Regions from separate parts of the Pan troglodytes genome. Here region 2 is linked to region 1. The links are chromatin contacts, called in public HiChIP or PLAC-seq maps. All regions are on one chromosome and are shown on one strand. The core of a region is the stretch at or near the end of the contact, and the rest is flanking DNA. Distances in the headings are between cores, read along the strand shown.

Region 1 (2,700 bases), core at 137-2,636:
AGGGGTGGAGCTGACTTGCCGGAAGGAGTGACGCCGTCGAGTGAAAGCAGAAGGGGCGGGGCAGGGTGTGACAAGGGAGAGGGTGGAACCGTGGAGTGCCAAGGGAGGGGCGGGGCCAGGCGGGACAGGAGAGGAGGTGGGCCCATGGAGTGATGGGGAGTAACCCGGCTGGTTGTGACAGGAGAGGAGGCAGAGCCATGGAGTGACCAGAGTGGGGTGGGGTCTTGGAGTGACAGATAAGGGGTTGGGTTAGGGCAAGGATCGAAAGGGAAAGGGATGGACTAAGGAGAGGAGTTGAGTAAGGTCCATCGCGGAGCCGCCCCGTGATCTGATTGCACAGTCCTATCACCAGTTCCTTCCAGGTGACACCCTTCCCTCCAGGTCCCCCCTCTCTCAGCCACACCCACATTCCCGTCCTCCGGAAAAACTTCTCCCATGACCTTGAGGGCATGCTCTGGCGACAGCATCTCCTCTCTGTTCACCCTGGAACCAGCTCAGATTTTCTCCCTCTTATGAGGACATGTCTTCAATCTCCTTGCCTTCACAAATCTCCATCCAGATCTAAAGTACAAGACTCAATAAGTGAAGACTAGGAGACACCTTCAGGTTTTTTGTAATAAGCCCACCTCCTAATTGCACAAATGGCAAACCCAGGAAAGGGAAGGAACTGGTGCACAGTCAGAGAGCAAATAACGACCAAGTTAGGGCCAAAGCTAGGTTCTTTGACTCCAGATTTGGTTTTACTTCCTCGTCAGGCTTGAAGCTAAGGCTTGTAAAATATCAAAGTCTGTGCAAATAGGAAAAATCATTCACATTCTCTTTATTGTTGTTGTTTTTGTTTTGAGATGGAGTCTCTCGCTCTGTCGCCCAGGCTGGAGTGCAATGGCACGATCTCGGCTGACTGCAACCTCTGCCTCCTGGATTCAAGCAATTCTCCTGCCTCAGCCTCCCGAGTAGCTGGAATTACAGGTGCACACCACCACGCCCAGCTAATTTTTGTATTTTTAGTAGAGATGGGATTTCACCATGTTGTCCAGGCTGGTCTTGAACTCCTGACCTCAGGTGATCTGCCCGCCTTGGGCTCCCAAAGTGCTAGGATTACAGGCGTGAGCCACCACACCTGGCCCACATTCTCTTCTTTCCTTCACAATCTCTTTACTCCACCAAGGGAAACCCCCACCACCACCACCACAACCTGGGCTTAATTACCTCTAGCTTCTCTCTAGCCCCTCCACCCCAGAAAGAAGTCAGGCAGGACCCTCCTCCATCTCTCACCTGCACTCACCACGAAGAAGTGCCCACCTCACCATCATTTCACAGACTGGCTGTCAAGGCAGGAAGGATTCTTAAATATCTAACTCCAAGAGTGATTCTGAGGCCTGAAGCGGGCAGCTCCCACCTCCTGAAGCCTACACAGGCCTTGTGATGCCATCTAGCCCAGCCTCCCTTCCCAGCTACTTCCCTGCTCTTTGCCCAGCTGACCGTAAACCTTGCACACCCTAAGCTGAAAAAAAAATCTCTCTATGGGAGACCGAGAGTCTGCCCAATCCCGAGGAGGGCGGGAATCTCAGGGCCCACTGAAGGAGTACAGACCTCTTGGGGTGGACATAGACCCCACCAAGGGGTCAGATACTTTCATCAAGGAGATATTCACTGCACCGAAGGGACACACACTTCACTGACAGTACATGGACTCCACTAAGGGAGCACAGATGTTGCTGGGGGTTCTCAGATCTGACTGAAGGGCCCTGGGCCCTGCTAATAGGACATGAATGGCTTTGAAGGGCACTTACCCTAGTGAGGAGACATGGATTTCCCCTAAGAGATACAGAGGATATAGACTTTACTAAGGAGACGTGGACCCTACCAGAGGACTCAAACTCCAGTGAGGAGCTGCCAACTACACTGTGGGAGTGGACATCACTGAGAAGGTGCAGACCTCATCAAGTGGGGAAGGGTCCCACCAGAGGGATTAGACCTCAGGGTAGTGTAATAGACCCTACAAACATCACTGAGGAGATAAGAACTCTCTGGGGTGGGGAAAGGCACAGACAATGGGTACACGTTTTGGTGATAGACTGTTACCCTCCCTGGGCACTCTTACCACACAGCTCTGAGTAGCCCTCTCCTTCCTATCCTCTCTCCCAAGTCCTACACCCAAACCCCAGAGCTGTTCCCGACACACTGCTTCCCCCTCTTGTCTATAGTTGCTACTGCAGCTGCTGTGTATATAGTAGATTTTTCAAGCACTTCAGGCCATCCCTGAGACTGGTCTGGGGTTGGGAAGAGAAAGGATGTGTGTATAGAGGCTTCACCAGCCCCCCTCTCTTCCTGTGGACTTCACAATGAAAGTTTGGAACAGAGACCTCGTAAAAGAAGGAACCTCCCTCATCCTTGGATATGGAGAAGTTCGGAGTGGAGAGAGGATGGATGAGTTTGGAGGGAATGAATCTACCAGATTAAGGCAATGATGATGATGATGATGATGATGCCATTTATTGAGTAGGTGCCAAGCCCTATACTAATCGCTTTCCATTCTGTTACTTAATCCTCATGACAACCCTCTAAAATGGGTACTATTATTCTTTCCATTTCACAGATGGGGAAACTGATAGAGAGACTAATTGTCTTGCCCAAGATTACACAGTGTTTGAGCGGTAGCAGAATAGAACCCAGACATCCAGAATATGGAGACCTATT
Region 2 (2,843 bases), core at 147-2,646, 220 kb before region 1:
AGCTCTGACTTATGGTCGTCTCCTCCTCCAGGTCCCCTAGGAAGAAATTTAGAACAAAATATAGAAGTCAAAAGTTTAGTTCTCAGCTCTCCCTTATCTGAGGTTTGCCGATCAGCAGATCCATTTGGTGGGGGTTTGAGTTTCTAAGAAACAACACTCAGGGACAAATTTTAAGATGTTATATTCAGTTTCTATAGGGAACAAAATATCTCCTGACTGTAACTTCTTTGGCTATTTTTTTTTTTTTCTGAGATGGAGTCTCATCCTGTCATCAAACTGGAGTGCAGTGGCGTGATCTCGGCTCACTGTGACCTCTGTCTCCAGGGTTCAAGTGATTCTCCTGCCTCAGCCTCCCAAGTAGCTGGGACTACAGGTGCATGCCACCACGCCCAGCTAATTTTTGCATTTTTAGTAGAGATGGGGTTTCACCATGTTGGCCAGGCTGGTCTCGAACTCCTGACCTCATGATCTGACCACCTCGGCTTCCCAAAGTGCTGGGATTACAGGTGTGAGCCACTGGGATTACAGGTGTGAGCCACTGCGCCCGGCTGAGTTTATTTTTGTATAATGTGAGAGATGAGGATCCAGTTTCATTCTTCTGCATGTGGCTTGCCAGTTATCACCAGCTGTTGAATAGGGTGTCCTTTCCCCACTTTATGTTTTTGTTTGCTTTATCGAAGATCAGTTGGCTATAAGTATTTGGTTTTATTCTGTGTTCTCTATTCTATTCCATTGGTCTATGTGCCTATTTTTATACCAGTACCATGCTGTTTGGGTGACTATGGCCTTATAGTATAGATTGAAGTCAGGTAATGTGATGCCTCCAGATTTATTCTTTTTGCTTAGTCTTGCTTTGGACATGCAGGCTCTTTTTTGGTTCCATATGATTTTTAGGATTCTTTTTTCTAGTTCTATGAAGATGGATGGTGAGTCTACTCCTTTTAGATGGGGTGTGAGGATGGTAATCATAGTGCCAGTTCACCTGGGAGAGTCACTTTCATGCCTACCGTCCCGGTGTAATTATTTATTGTGTCTTTTCATTCTTTAAAGTGTTCTGGTTTGAGCAGTAAGTTACAGTCATCTTAGTTATGAGTCACAATCTTCACCATTCCCTGTTATATCACACTTATCACACTTAGCTCTCCTCTTTCATTTTTATTACAGGCCCCCTGCTAGGAAGGGAAAAAGTGTGTGTGTGTTGGGTGGGGGGAGTCAGTGCCATCCTGCCACAGAAGTTAGCTGAAAAAATGAGTATTTGGGGTCATGGTAGAGATAACATGCTAGCTGGTGGATAGAAATTAGGACAGGGTTTTCATCTGACAGAGAATATGATGTCACAATTTACTAATCCCTTTCCCTTCCATTATTTAATTTCACAACAACCTATCCAGTTACACAACTTATCCAGTTTGAGACTGCGTTTCTTTGTGTATGGATCTGCTGTCTTCCCCTGTAACCTGCATTTCGTGATAAAGGATCCCAGGCCGTTCTGCTCACCACTGTATCCCAGACACCCTCCCTTTCCCCTAGACATGGTTTGGTGTCGGGCGCAGAGAAAGCCCCAGGAACTACGATTGATCAGGCTCCCAGAATCTATAGATGGAGTGACCTGACGAGGACACAGGCGCAGTGGCAGAGCGCGATGACTTGGTCGACGTCCGCGGTGAGTCACGTGTAGAAAGAAGCAGGCAGGAAGCGGACTCGAGGGCCTGACTCCTGACCTGAAGCCCAGGATCATTTCTTGGCCAGCTGCCTGCATCCTGCCCAAATCGGCGAGAGAAATGGGAGAATGTGGACCTTGGGAGATTTCGCCGAAATGCTGGGCCCGGGGGCCAGAGAAACCGGCAGTGCAGGAAAGGCCACATCTCTTTTCCCACCTACCCCGCTGCCGCGCAAGACTACAATTCCCAGTAGCCTCCACGCCGCGCACGGTCCCTGCCACGCGGCTTGCGCCTCCGCCGACGGCCCACTGGGGGCGCTGCGGCGACCCCTCCGCCGCCCCGTAGAAATCTCCGCGGCCCCGAGGCCGCCTGCTTCCTGTTTGTCCGACGAGGAGACATGGCGGCGGCGCCGGTAGCGGCTGGGTCTGGAGCCGGTCGAGGGAGACGGTCGGCAGCCACAGTGGCGGCTTGGGGCGGATGGGGCGGCCGGCCGCGGCCTGGTAACATTCTGCTGCAGCTGCGGCAGGGCCAGCTGACTGGCCGGGGCCTGGTCCGGGCGGTGCAGGTACGAGGCTGGACCAGGAGGGGCGGGGCGGGGCGGACCAGGCGGGAGCTGGCGGGGGGCCGGGGAAGAGGCCTTTCCAGGCTGCCGCTGGACGGGCCAAAGCCCTTTTGGCTGGCCGCAAGGCCTCCCTGTGAGCTGCCCGGACGCTCTCAGCCGCAGCGGGGCCGTGGGAAGCAGCTGGCTTGATGTCCCTTGTCAGGGGCCGAGCGGGGCTGGGCTGCTGTGGACACTGATGGCGTGTACGAACCCTGGGCCCAGTTTCTGGATCCTCCCTTCTTTGCGCCACGTCTACACGTCTGGGGGACCCTGTCGTGTTTGTTTTAGCCTCTGTGGGCCTCGAGTTTATCCCGTGTATTGGGCGTGGGGGAGGGGGTCATCATTGCAGCCCCCAAACGGTTCCCAAGCGTTTCATAAATGTCATTTTCTCAGGCCTTTCCTTGACACTCTTTCCTTCCCCTTTCTAAAGTAGGTCCCCATTGTTATTCTGTCACAGCCGCGAATTCGTTTCGTTTACATTACTTTCTTAGTCTATAATTTCGTATTTCTTTGTTGTCTGCCTTTTTCTCGCCCGTCTCCCACATTAGGCTGAGTTCCAGCGGGTGCAGAGACTATATCTG

Evidence for each region. HiChIP or PLAC-seq counts read pairs in DNA pulled down with a chosen protein or histone mark.
Region 2: an H3K4me3 HiChIP or PLAC-seq map of stem cell-derived excitatory neurons shows a contact between it and region 1, with 4 times the contacts expected there. The contact joins the promoter of TRPC4AP here to the promoter of ACSS2 in region 1. A contact is called at or near these places in 1 of 7 Hi-C or Micro-C datasets (stem cell-derived neural progenitor cells) and 1 of 1 datasets of contacts at active chromatin or transcription factors (stem cell-derived excitatory neurons).

The regions. Positions count from the first base shown.
Region 1 is chr21:41,110,418-41,113,117 of NHGRI_mPanTro3-v2.0_pri, reverse strand. ACSS2 (acyl-CoA synthetase short chain family member 2) reads right to left here and starts at 1,386. Exons shown (of 20, transcript XM_016937745.3): 1 at 1,286-1,386. The coding sequence starts at 1,313.
Region 2 is chr21:41,326,914-41,329,756 of NHGRI_mPanTro3-v2.0_pri, reverse strand. TRPC4AP (transient receptor potential cation channel subfamily C member 4 associated protein) reads left to right here and starts at 1,396. Exons shown (of 19, transcript XM_514600.9): 1 at 1,396-2,226. The coding sequence starts at 2,059.